Regions from separate parts of the Vulpes vulpes genome. Here region 2 is linked to region 1. Evidence: chromatin contacts called from public Hi-C data. All regions are on one chromosome and are shown on one strand. The core of a region is the stretch at or near the end of the contact, and the rest is flanking DNA. Distances in the headings are between cores, read along the strand shown.

Region 1 (6,817 bases), core at 2,855-5,354:
GCGGACACCTTAACCAAATGCTCACATTTATCATGTTTCCTGTAGCTGCTATAAAAAATCAGCACAGGGACACCTGGGTGGCTCAGCGGTTGAGCATCTGCCTTTGACTTGAAGCAGGATCCTGGGGTCCCAGGATGGAGTCCCACATCGGGCTCCCTGCATGGGGCCTGCTTCTCCCTCTGCCTGTGTCTCTGCCTCTCTCTGTGTGTCTCTTATGAAAAAAAATGAATAAAATCTTAAAAAAAAATCAGCACAAACTTAATGGCTGAAGCCACATGAATTTATTATCTTACAGTTCTGGAATCCAGAAGTCTGACACGGGTCTCACTAGCCTAAAAATCTAGGTGTTGGCAGGGCTGTTTTCTTTCTGGAAGCTCTAGGGGAGAATTCACGTCCTTGCCTTTCTCATCTTCTAGAGGCCACCTGGATTGCTTAGCTCAGCGTCCCCCTTCCTCCTTCCTCAAAGCCAGCAAAGGTAGGTTGAGTTGTCCTCAAGTCATCTCGCTGGGATATGAACTCTCTTACCTCTCTCCTTCACTTATAAGGACACTTCTGATCGTTTTGGACCTAGTCAGATAACCCAGGATACTTCCTGTATCTCAAAATCCTTAATCACATCTGCAAAGTTCCAAATGCCATGTGAAGTAACATGTTCATGTGTGCTGGAGATTACCCCAGGGTCACCCCCATGGGGGCCATTATTCTGGCACAACATTGACTGTGAGAGATAATGTGAAATATCAGCATTAGTGCCTTCTGATGTAATGCACTGAGAAGGACCCATCACTTAAGGTTCTGTTTTTTGTTGCTGTTGTTGTAGCTTTAGATTTTATTCATTCATTCATGAGAGACACACAGAGAGAGGCAGAGACACAGGCAGAGAGAGAAGCAGGCTCCCTGCAGGGAGCATGATAGGAGGCTCGATCCCAGGACCCCAGGATCATGACCTGAGCCAAAGGCAGACGCTCAACCACTGAGCCACCCAAGTGCCCCTTAAGATTCTTTTCTTGTCAAAAGACATATTTATCTGAACTGAGGGCCTTTCTGAAACAACTGTCTTTCACTATTCAAAAACATCAATACTGTTAAAAAAAAAAAAGTGGGGGGGGGGGGAATTGTTCCAGAGTACAGAAAGGAGACAACAGAAATGTGACAACTGAATGCATTGTATAATCCTTGAGTGGATCCTGGGTAAAAAAAAAAAAAAAATTATAAGTGTTATTATGACAACTAACATATTTGATTTTTAACTGTATAATAAATAATAAGATTGTATTAAATTTAAATTTCCTAAGTGTGATCATTGTATCTCTTATTCTTAGGAAATATACAATAAAGTATTTAAAAGTGAAGCATTATGATATCTACAACTAACCCAAAATTCTTCAGAAAAAAATCAAGAGAAAGTAAATATGGCAAAACAGTAACAACTGGTGAATCTAGATCAGTACTGTAAAATAGAAATATAATGCTAGGCATATATATAATTTTAAATATTCTAGTAGATATGTTAAAAAGTGAAATAAATTTTAATAATATTTTAACCCAATATGTTTCTTTCTTTTTTTAGAGAGAGAGCATGCAGCCTGGATTGGCATGGCAGGGCAGAGGGAGAATCCCAAGCTGCCTCCACGCCTGGTGTGGAGGACAAGGGGCTCAATCTCACCACTTGATTTCAGCCAAAATCAAGACTCCTGCACTAAACCGGCTGAGCCACCCAGGCACCCCAACCCAAGTATATTTATAATTTAAAAATGTAATCAATGTAAAAATTATTAATGAGATATATTACTTTTTTTTTCTATATGAAGGCTTAAAAAACCAGTAGGCATTCGTCACTTCTAGAACACCTAAGTTTGTGCTAGTTACATTTCAATGCACGACAGTCACATGTTGCTGGTCTTACTAAATTGGACCCAACAGGTTCAGTTGAAGGGTGTATGTGTGTTCATTGTCCTACACCTGTGATTTTCTGTAGGTTTGGAATTTTTCAAGATAAAAAGTCGGGAAAAAGAGAAACATACTAGTTTGTATATGCATAGACTGCTTCTAGAAGGATACAGAAGAAACTGTTGACACTGGTTACCTCTGAGAAGAAGAAAGCAATGACTCGGGAAATGAGAGGGCTGACGGCCTTCACTGTACCTTCTTGTCCTTTTGTTTGCTGCATTATCTTTGTATTCTAACCCAGATCCTTTGCCAGGAAGCTCTGGTAGCCCCCAATTCAGAACAAAGAGCTCCACCTACTGAACTTGGTGTCCTAAAAGTTCCTTGAGAGAGGAGAGAGGTGTGTGTCCTCACATAGAGTGAAGTTTCAAAATTTCTTGTGATCCTTCCATCCTTATCAGGCTTTAACATCCTTTTAACCTACCTGCTTGCATATTATTAAACAATTCTAGACAAACGCTATCAATCACCCAAACCATCTCTGAGTTGTTGAAAATAAGAAACAGCATCCGCTCAGCTAAGCGGCCCGGGGCTGGAGGACGCGGCGTCTGATCAATTTTCCTTAAGCCTCCCCCCACCTTGCAGCGGGGCGGGGGCGCCTGGTTACCTGTGTCCACCTGGAACCTCGCCACTTCCAAGCGGAGCTGCATCCTGGGGCTCCGGCTCTGTGTCTCAGGAGGCTCTGAAGGGGGGCTGGCCCAAGGGGCTCCTTTACTCCTCTGGTGGTTGCCTCACGCCCGGCCGCGGCCCGCACACAAGGCGGGGAGGCGAAGCTGTTGCCGGGTCGGTAACACTTGGAACAACGCGAGGATCGTGGAAACGCAGCTGGTGTGGAGGGCTTCCTGGGTGCAGGTGCGGGTGCTGGTGTAGGTGCTCCCCGCGGTTCTTCCCGGGGCCCGCCGCCCACGGCTCTTTGCGGGCCCCCGGTGCAGGTGCGTTTGCAGGTGCAGGTGCTCCCCGCGGTTCTCCCCGGGTGCAGGTGCAGGTGCGGATGCAAGTGCTCCCCGCGGTTCTCCCCGGGTGCAGGTGCAGGTGCGGATGCAAGTGCTCCCTGCGGTTCTCCCCGGGTGCAGGTGCAGGTGCGGATGCAAGTGCTCCCTGCGGTTCTCCCCGGTGCAGGTGCAGGTGCGGATGCAAGTGCTCCCTGCGGTTCTTCCCGGGTACACGTGCGGTTGCAGGTGCAGGTGCTCCCCGCGGTTCTTCCCGGGGCCCGCCGCCCACGGCTCTTTGCGGGCCCCCGGTGCAGGTGCGTTTGCAGGTGCAGGTGCTCCCCGCGGTTCTCCCCGGGTGCAGGTGCAGGTGCGGATGCAAGTGCTCCCTGCGGTTCTCCCCGGTGCAGGTGCAGGTGCGGATGCAAGTGCTCCCTGCGGTTCTTCCCGGGTACACGTGCGGTTGCAGGTGCAGGTGCTCCCCGCGGTTCTTCCCGAGGCACGCTGCCCACAGCTATTCGCGGGCCCCGGGAGCAGGTGCAGGTGCAGGAGCTCCCGGCGGTTCTTCCCGGGGCCCGCCGGTGCGGGTGCGGGTGCAGGTGAGGGAGCGGGTGCTCTCCGCGGTTGTTCCGGGGCCCGCCGCCCACGGCTCTTCCCGGGCCCCGGGTGCGGGAGCAGATGCAGGTGCGGGTGCAGGTGCTCCCCGCGGCTCCTCCCGGGGGTCCGCTGGTGCAGGTGCAGGTGCGGGTGCGGGTGCGGGTGCTCCCCGCGGCTCCTCCCGAGGCCCGCCGCCCACGCGCTCCAGCTCGGCGGCCTGAGCCTGAGGATCGAGCACCACGGCCGCCCGGATCCGCGCCCCTGGCCGCGTGCCCTTCACCCCGGCAGGTGCGGCGGGAGGCGCTCCCCGCGGGGACCAGCCGTCGGTCCGCACGTGGGGGGCGGCGCTGGGGGGCCCGACCCCGCGGGAGCCGAGAGACGCCGGCAGGGCGCAGGGTCGGAAAGGGCGGCCGAGAGCTCAGAAGACGGAGGAGGCCGGTTCCGAGCCCCCGGGCCCCGCGCTGGATCAGCGGGAGTGACGCAGGCTCCTCCCGCGAGTCGCGGGGGGAGGCGGCAGCGCCGGGACTCGCTTGGTTCGGAGCCTGCGAGTCCGGGGGACGGAGTGGGCGGAGCTCGGGGCGGCGCCTCCCCGCGGCTGGGGCGGTGCAGGGATCTACAAGTGGCAAATGCATTTCGGGCAAGCCTGTGCTCAAGTTCCCTGGTGGTCTAGTGGTTAGGATTCGGCGCTCTCACCGCCGCGGCCCGGGTTCGATTCCCGGTCAGGGAAACGTATATTTTCCTAATCCGATCAATTCTTTTGAGTTCTTATCATACTAGTTTTATTCGATCATAAAAGTTGAATTCGTGATTGAATGTTGTTTAATCTGAGATTTAAAATATGCCTTTTCCGCCCAGGTACAGCGGCTTGTTCCTTCCGTGTGCCACCGAGCTCCCTGGAGTGGGGTGGGGAGGGGGGGGTAGGGACGGCACAGAGGAGGCTGTAGACACCGGGTTCCACCTGCTGGAGCACCTGGTGAGACGCCGTACCCAGATCGGAACTGCAGAGCTGGAAGGGAGCAAGGTGAAAGGTGGGGGTTGCGGGAGACCTGCACGGGAGGAGGCCTGCACAGAGAGGAGGGTGGGTGGAGAGGAAGGACAGTAAGTAGGTGGTGGGTGGGGACGTGGGGGACGCGTCTGTTGCAGGGCTCAACTCCTCAAATAAACCAGAGCTCAGAACATCGTGGAGGGAGGAGCAATGCACGGGAGATGGAGCCCACGCCCCTCCCCGGGGCTGACCGTGTTCTCTGTAGGTAATTCCAGCAGTAAAGTCCAGAAGTAGAGCGAGGAGAGCCGTGGCCCCCAGCACAGGAAGGGCCAAAGAGGACTGCCTATCGCAGTTGTGTAGAAAATCAAAGAACATGATGAAGGTTTTGAAGATGGCCTATTGATTTGGAAAGGGTGCTGACTGGGAGCCTGGTGAAGCCTGGTGAAGCTGTGTTACACTTAGACTTGGTTTGAAGAGGTCAGCCAAGTGAACTTTTCCTGTGGGTCTGGAGCGAAATTTTTGACTGATAATGATAGATTTTGAGGAAGTTCTGCTGTAAAATGAGAACTGAAGGCCCAAGAGTGGGAGAACTGAAGGCCCAAGAGTGGAAACGCTTCCTAAGAGAATGAGCACAACATAAAGAGCGAGGTTTGCAGGCTGGACTACTGCCAGAGGAGGACGAAGTAGGGAAGTCCAAACAAGAAGAGTCAGTAGGAGTCACGGTCAAAGGAGCAGAAGAAAGAGTCTAGAAATTGCAGTGTATTCATTAATAGCATGAAGGATATTTCTCTTGTTTGCTTAATTTCTTAACGGAGTTTTAATTTTATTTAGTCTTGGTGTCATCCTTATTGTGTTTCATCCATACTATTATTATTTTTAGTCAAATAAGTACACCTTTCTAAATACTATTGTCATTTAGACACAGCAGTACCATATCACATTACCTACACATTGCACAAAGTTGCTGCTTTCCAGAGCCAGAATATCGTGTTCAGTTCTGTCCTTATGAAAAAGGGAGAAATGCTGAAGGACTGTTTGCAGATATTCCACATAGGAGGTTCCTTAAAGACGAAGGAATAGAAAGTATCTCACCGCACAGATGAAAGAAAAGATTATTTGCTGCATACCAAAAACATTTTTTCTGGGCTTGTCAAATCATTTCATTTTAAACACAAATCATCATATATCTAGGGTTAGGGAGATACATAATTGAATATTAAGATGCCCGGGAGAAACCAAGGGTGGGGAGGAATCAAATGAAGGACTTTCAGCAGCATCTAGGACAATGGTTTATAGGACATATGGTTTGCACTAAATTAATGGATTACTTAATCAAATCAAGAAGTAGATTGTTAGGTCTCCACTTGAAAATAATCCTATACATGTTCAGCCCTCATAATTCTATTTTGGTATGAACCACAGCTCTATATTTCCACTGAAAGGAGAAGTGGAAAGAGAATTACACTGAGTCAATTGAATAATGTCTACAACTTAATGAGTTCTTTCAGATTCTGAACACTAAACCAAGTACTTTATCAAGTAGTTCAACAATTATCCTTGTTTTGTAGTTTAGGAAACACAGACTCAGAAAATTTATATAACCTATTTGAAATCACACAAGTATGTGGGGGAACCAGGACTACAGCCCAATATGCCCAACCTAAATCTTGTATTCTTTAAGACTCTCCACACTACAACAAATTTTCTGGTAGCAATATTGGCGTCTTCTTTAGAGCAGTCTTTACAAATAGGATGGCTCATGGGGAGTGTTGCATAGAAGCAAAGAGGAATTATAGGACATTTCAGGTTGTCTTTTAAAAATATAATTGAATTCTAAGCATGACAAGTCTAGTAAAATTCAACTCTTATAGTTTCTGGGGGTTACCAGATTCCATAGAAAGATGTGAAAACCTTTTAGTTAAGAAATAAGTTCAACAGCAAACACAGTGTACTAGCATGTTGATTTGTGAAAGGTTCTTTTTTTATTACAATGTTTATTTATTTAAAAATCATCTTTACCACATCTCCATTTGATCATTATGATTTTATTGACTTAAAGATGATTCTTGGGTTTTTTTTCATAGTCTTCCTTTAAGAAAGAGGCTATAGAAAAATAATATTTTTACACTAGTTACATAAAAGGAAAGCAATTTAAATCTAAGCCATGGATCTACTTGATTAGCTTTTTAACCAGCTTATTACATCCTCTGAATTTCCAGTATCTATATATAACAATATATAGTATTTTATATAGCTTGCTATAGTTTTGTGTAAGTTATGTTTTTTGTGAATTCCTAGATGTCAGAGTTCATAAAATATACTTGTGCTGCCTTGTGAAGTGATAATCATGTGACTGATG
Region 2 (6,817 bases), core at 23-2,522, 400 kb after region 1:
AGACAGGGAGGTAGGAGGAGAGGGAGGAGGGAGGAGAAGAGAGAGGAGAGGGAGGAGTCAGGAGGGGAGGGTGGAGGGAAGAGGAGGAGGAGGAGGAGAGAGGAGGGGGAGGAGTCAGGAGGAGAAGAGAAAGACTGGGAGGGAGGAGACAGAGAGAGGAGGGAGGAGGGGAGAGGAGGGAGGGAGGAGGAGTCAGCAAGGGGAGGGAGGAGGAAGGAGGAGAGAGAGGAGAGGGAGGAGAGAGAGGAGGGGGAGGAGAGAGAGGAGGGGGAGGAGTCAGTTGGTCAACACTGTTGGTGGGAATGTGAACTGGTGCAGCCACTCTGGAAAACTGTGGGAGGTTCCTCAAAGAGTTAAAAATAGACCTGCCCTACGACCCAGCAATTGCACTGTTGGGGATTTACCCCAAAGATACAGATGCAATGAAACGCCGGGACACCTGCACCCCGATGTTTCTAGCAGCAATGGCCACAATAGCCAAACTGTGGAAGGAGCCTCGGTGTCCATCGAAAGATGAATGGATAAAGGAGATGTGGTTTATGTATACAATGGAATATTACTCAGCAATTAGAAACGACAAATACCCACCATTTGCTTCGACGTGGATGGAACTGGAGGGTATTGTGCTGAGTGAAATAAGTCAATCGGAGAAGGACAAACATCTCATTCATTTGGGGAATATAAATAATAGTGAAAGGGAATAGAGGGGAAGGGAGAAGAATCGGGTAGGAAATATCAGAAAGGGAGACAGAACATGAAGACTCCTAACTCTGGGAAACGAACTAGGGGTGGTGGAAGGGGAGGAGGGCGGGGGGTGGGGGTGACTGGGTGATGGGCACTGAGGGGACGCTTGACGGGATGAGCACTGGGTGTTATTCTGTGTGTTGGCAAATTGAACACCAATAAAAAATAAATTTATTATAAAAAATAAAAATAAAAAAATAAAACACACACACACAAAAAGGAGGGGAGGGTGGAGGGAGGAGGAGGCGGAGAGAGGAGGGGGAGGAGTCATAAGGGGGAGGGAGTAGGGGAGGAGAGAGAGGAGGGGAGGAGTCAGGAGGGGAAGAGAAAGACTGGGAGGGAGGAGGACAGGGAGGAGAGGGCGGGAGGAGGGGGGAGGAGAGGAGGGAGGGAGGAGACCGAGCGAGGGAGGAGGAGAGGGAGGAGGAGGAGTCAGGAAGGGAGGGAGGAGCGGAGAGGAGGGAGGGAGGAGGAGAGAGAGGAGGCGGGAGAGGAGGGGGGAGGGGAAGGGGGAGGAGTCAGGAGGGAAGAGGCGAAGAAGCCGAGAGGGAGGAGGAGGAGGGGAGGAGCTCCCGCCCGCGGCGCGCCGGACGCATGGCCTCGGGGTCGGGGTCGGGGTCGGGGTCGGGGTCGGCGGCGGCGCTGCTGCGGTTCCTGCGGCAGGTGGGGCAGCTCAAGGTGAGCGGCGGGCCGGGGCGCGGGGGCTCCAGCCCGCGGAGGCTGCACCCCTCCCCACTCCCGGCCTGCGGGCCTCCCCCTCCCTGCGGGGCCGGGGCGGCGCGGGGTGCGGGTGTCGGGGCGAGCCCGGGCGGGGGAGGGGTTGGGGTGCCCCGCGGCGCCCCCTCCGCCGCCCAGCCGCGCCGCAGCCCGCAGCGGGCAGCAGGAGCCCCGGAAAGGCTCCTCTCCTCTGCGCTTCCAAATCTGCAAGCCTGTGGCTCCTTGGGTTCGCAGCTTTCCCCACAGGCCCTGTTCTGCCTCTTTAAATGCAAAAAGTCCCAACTCTTGGAGTTCCGAGAAACGCAGTACTTTACAGTTTTATTTTTAATGTCTGAAGAACTCCTGTATGGCCCATAATTCCCACCCCAGTAACACGGAGTAACTTGACTGCTGGACTCTGCAGTGTTTACATGTGAATTATTTCTCCCTCTCCTCTTTGTCTTTTTGTATTTTGTATTTTATTTTTACTAGCCCCACCCCCTCTTTCTCCTTCTCTGACCCCACTGGCTTATTTGATTCCAGATGTGGACCATTGGGTTGGTGAGGCCTCCGGTAATACTTTCTGAAACCATCACGCTACTTCTGTACCCTCCTCCGTAGATTTCTCTCGAAGAGCACAGCAGACACGTTAAATATTTATTTTTATCAACTTTATTCTCTTCTTTTCATCAGAGAGTCCCCCGGACGGGCTGGGTATACAGAAGCGTCGAGAGGCCAGAGAGTGTATCGGATCACATGTACCGAATGGCAGTTATGGCTCTGGTGACCAAAGATGAACACCTCAACAAGGACAGGTAAGCTGCCGTGGACGCTGACACCTGTTAGGACCGCCGGTCTGTGGGTTCGGCACCGCTTCTTGTGACCGAGGCCTGTATCTAATTCTTGGAGGTTACTTAGAGAAAATAAATGAGAGACTATTTGCAGCGACCCATACAGGTTCAGGGGGTAGGAAGGGGAATTACATGTGTTGATTGCTTCGGTTATAAACTACATTCTGGTTTTCTTTTGGCAAGTGATAAAGCCTGCCTTGGTCTCCAGCAGACCTAAGTGTGATATTAGGATTTCCAGGCCTGCGAGTGAGTGTGGTAAGTCTCAAATCCTGTCATTGTGTTAGTACATTCTGTGCCTTAGTCTAGCCCCTTTCATGAACACTATCACCTGTTTGTGAGGTGATTTTTTCAGAAGGGTATGTGCAAGACATAGCTGAGAAAGAGGTATCTCCTTTTAAAGTCAACAAGTGTTTAAAGGTTTTGTGTGCACAGGACAAAGTTTCCTAGCAACATAGGACAGTAGGTAAATCTCCCATGAAGGACACAGGTCCCAACTGGCTTCTATAAAAAAGCACAGAAGAAGTTATATTCAAAAGTTGGCAAGGTTGGAGCACCTGGCTGGCTCTGTCAGTTGAGCATGTGGCTCTTGACCTTGGGGCCATGAGTTTGAGCCCCACATTGCCTTTGGGGATTACTTTAAAAAAAAAATTAAGAGTTTAAGAAAACCCACCAAGGTATTCTAGTAGAAGAGAGCAGGTGTCCTTGGCTGATCTTCATAGAGAGAGTGGAATCTCAGGTGAGTTCTGAAGAGTTGACTTGGTAAAGGAGAGGACACAGAGTGCAGAGAGGAGGATATAGCCACCAAAGCCCTGGTGGTAGGAAATTAAGGCTATGTTTTGGAAACGATACGTCGTAAATCATCAGTTTGATGGTAGCAAAGGTTCATTAGAGTTGAGGAGCCCTGTTACTCTGTAGATGGTGTGGAAGTGGGATTTTTGGCAAAAAGTACAAGACGAACGTGGTGTCAGTTAGAGATAACGAACCTGAGAGTAGCTGGAGGTTTGAACTGGATGACAGAGACAGGCTGAGGATGAGACAGTCTTGTGAACTGCCTATGACATAGTGGACACGTGAAACAGACTGGCCCTCGGGGGCATTTATATCATGACCTGCCTTTGTTACTTTGACAGTGATTATCCTCATCGTTAATCATTATCACCGGTAACCATAGCCATTTGCTTATTGATCAACATGGTGCCAGGAACACGCATTATCAAACTGAGTTTTTATACCAACCTTATGACGTATTACTATTCCTTTTTTTTTTTTAATACTTCGTTTATTTATTCATGAGAGACACAAAGAGAGGCAGAGACACAGGCAGAGGGAGGAGAAGCAAGCTCCATGCAAGGAGCCCCATGTGGGACTTGATCCCGGGACTCCGGGATCACACGCTGAGCCAAAGGCAGACGCTCAACTCAATCGCTGAGCCACCTGGTGTCCCTTACTATTCCTTTTTTACAGATGATAAAATGAAGGCTGACAGATTGGAGCCTTGAAAGAAATTAAGTAGCTTGGCAAAGGTCACACAGTGTATGAGTGGTTGCTGGGTTTGGAACTACAACTGCCCTAGTGCACGCATCTCTATGAGGAGCCTCATGTTGACATCTGGCTAGCATACTGGGGAAATGATTGTTTCTGAATTTTGTATCAGGAAGTAAATGCTATGACCAGATCCTCTCCTCCTGGCTTTGTCATATGAAGTCATCAACTTTTTAAAGTGATATTTGAAAAACTGGTCATTAAAAAAAAAATGCATGCTGTTTCTCCTGCATTCATGTATTACGGTGTTGAATATTAACGAGCAGTTTCAAATCGGAGTTGTTGTGGGCAGGGGGGTTAGAGTTACTCTAGAAAGTACTGCATTAAAACACCCCATGAAGATGGAGGGGGAAAGGAAATTGCAGCTTCACAGGTAAAGGAGAAGGTCCTGGCAGTGAATCTAACTCTGTGTGGTTGTTCACCATTTCTCGCCTGGCCAGATGTGTACGCCTAGCCCTGGTTCATGATATGGCAGAGAGCATCGTGGGGGACATAGCACCAGCGGATAACATCCCCAAGGAAGAAAAACATAGGCGAGAAGAGGTCAGTGCTGTTTGCTCCGCAAGGGACCACCGGAGGGACCCGTTGGTGACGCAGAGCTGTTGATTAGACCTGATGCAAAACTGTTGACAGAGTTTTGATAGTGACTCAGAAAGGGGAAATCAGGGGAGGATATTTGTAGGGTTTGAGGGCCTGGGCTGGAGAACGTTCAGATGGATCTCGTGGGACAGGCAGCTGGTTAGGTGGCACAGAGGTCAGGACAAAAGAGCCTCAGAGTGGACCGGTAGGACTGGTGAGGCGGAGTCACCCCAGGGTGTTGAGGAATCCGTTGTTGGTGCTTACTCTCATCTGGGTGGCTTACAGCCTTGGCTTCTAGAAGCAGGGATTTCTAGAAGTGAGCAGAGCACTGGTGTGGGTTGTTCTCAACCTTGTTTAACACAAGATCAGGAAAGTACGCCTGCTGCCTGCCTCATGGGACACCGGGTCAGGAAGCTGCTGGCTGCTGTTCTCGTGCGTACGGACATGGATAGTATGGCTTTCATTAGCACGAGGGCAGTTGCTAGAACTTGAAAGAATTCTCCAGACCGGCTGAGCTCTTTGGAGGAATGTTCTGCAAATCCCAAATATAATCATTATTATAGTTACTTGTGAGTTTCCAATTAGTCCTTTAGCGTATTGGTTAGAAGAAAAACATTTGTAATAGTAGGAAATGAACATCAAAAAAAAAAATAGTAAATCAGCATCAGTTTGGGCTCTAAATCCAGAGCCCAGGGCCAACGAGGAAGACATATTTGACACAGAAGTTGGAAAATCCAAGAAGGTGTTTTGTTTTTGTTTCGCTTTTCTTTTCTTTTTTTTTTTTTTTTTTAATGTTGAATAGCTGGTTCTCAATTCAGGGATTATTGCAAGGTACTTTTATTATAGGACATTGGTCCTAAATTGCTAAGTGGCCGGATCCTTCATCAAAATGGTTTAACAGGGCAGGTGGGCTTGAATAGCTGTTCTCAGAGCTGGGGGAGACGGCCGTTCCGTAGGCAGCAGGACTTTTATCCCTCCAGAGACGAGAAGATGCACGAGGAACACCACTTTAGGAATTCTGACATTATGGGAACAAGGGAAACGGTGTAAGGAATGTGTTCTTCCTGCCAATGTACAGACCCAGAATATAGGCTCCACATCACGACAGCCCGTAAAAGGGAGAAAGCTGAGGAAATGCTTCTCTGTAGGAGTCTAGACTCTTGGTGAATAAAGAGGCCCTAGACCGATTGGCAGAATGAATGCAAGACCCAGTTAGTTCAAGATCCTGAGTGGCAGGAAGAATTAGCCCCGGCCCGGAGGGTGTTGAGTGGCGCCCCGATGTAGAAGAAAGGGATGAGGACAAAACTCCCTAATCATACAGCTCATTTCAGGACACGTGATGGTTTTTATTAAGGATAAATCTGGACTTTGTGGAGAAGACGTGGTGCAGTGAAGTACCAGAGGGTCCTCGGAGACCGTAAAGTGACACACAGAGTGAGAAGACCAACTGGCCCCATGAAGGCTCATAATGAAAAAAAAATGAAAAAAAAAAAAAAAAAAAGAGAGAGAGAGTCCGTGGGCAGGCTGCCCAGCTTGTGAAGATGAGAGAAGACTGGCTACTGTCTGGACAGGAGTGAGGCCTGGCCAGTGACACCTCACGGAGGGGCCTGGTGGGGCCCCGGACAGAGGGACCCGCCGTCCTGGCAGTGATGAGAACTTCTCAGGCCTCCTCGTATCTCCTGGGTGTCCCGGGGGACTTGGTGGGACAGGGGAAGCATCGTGAGGACTCGCGCAGGTTCCGAGACAGGAAACCAAAGGCCTGGAAGAGTGTTGATACCCCCTTGCCTCTTCCTGCCGCGTGTTAGGATTTGGGAACAGAGAGAAAGGTCTGGAAGGTGAACAACTCTTTATGCAGACGGCGTTTGTGAGCTAGACTTGGAGGCCTGAACTGTGCAGTAAGATAATTAAGTGAGGGTTCCTTGGCTCAAGGCTGATTGTCGGGGAGGAGAGGAGGTAGCGAGAACAAAGGGGAATGAGGGCCTGGAAGAGAGAATTTAGGGCCAAAGCACTACTGTTGTCTGATCCTCATCCTAAGCAAGAAAAGACAGACTTTTATGTTATAACCCGAGCTGGCGAGTGACGCCTCGTGGGGAGCATCAGGGCCCCGAGGCAGGGCTGCAGCAGCAGCAGCAGCAGCAGGTCATATGCTTGGAGGCAGGATCGTGGATGGTGTGTGTCTGTGGAGTGCGAGTTGCCTGAAGGTCGCTGAAGGACCATGAGGTTAAAAGGAAGAGAACCCAGCTTTTATTGGGGGAGTGAATGTGGCAAAATAGGGAAACTGAAAAAGGTAGCGGACGATGAGTAGAGTGCGGATGAGGGGCCCCAGGGCACGAGCTCCGGATCGGTCACCTCTTTCATCCTCACGCCAGCCCTTCCAGGGAGATGCCACCATTGACCCCATTTTA

What was found. A called contact is a pair of places that touch in the nucleus more often than the background predicts.
Region 2: a contact with region 1 is called in a Hi-C map of skeletal muscle, with 4 times the contacts expected there. The contact joins the promoter of HDDC2 here to the promoter of LOC140597818 in region 1. A contact is called at or near these places in 2 of 3 Hi-C or Micro-C datasets (both in skeletal muscle).

What each region holds. Positions count from the first base shown.
Region 1 is chr1:57,087,919-57,094,735 of VulVul3, forward strand. LOC140597818 reads right to left here and starts at 4,105. Exons shown (of 2, transcript XM_072747965.1): 1 at 2,555-4,105; 2 at 799-1,187. The coding sequence starts at 4,105. The coding sequence ends at 1,086. It overlaps TRNAE-CUC (transfer RNA glutamic acid (anticodon CUC)), which reads left to right and starts at 4,129; the gene lies at 4,129-4,200.
Region 2 is chr1:57,494,945-57,501,761 of VulVul3, forward strand. It overlaps HDDC2 (HD domain containing 2), which reads left to right and starts at 1,273. Exons shown (of 6, transcript XM_072764970.1): 1 at 1,273-1,422; 2 at 2,134-2,255; 3 at 4,274-4,376. The coding sequence starts at 1,339.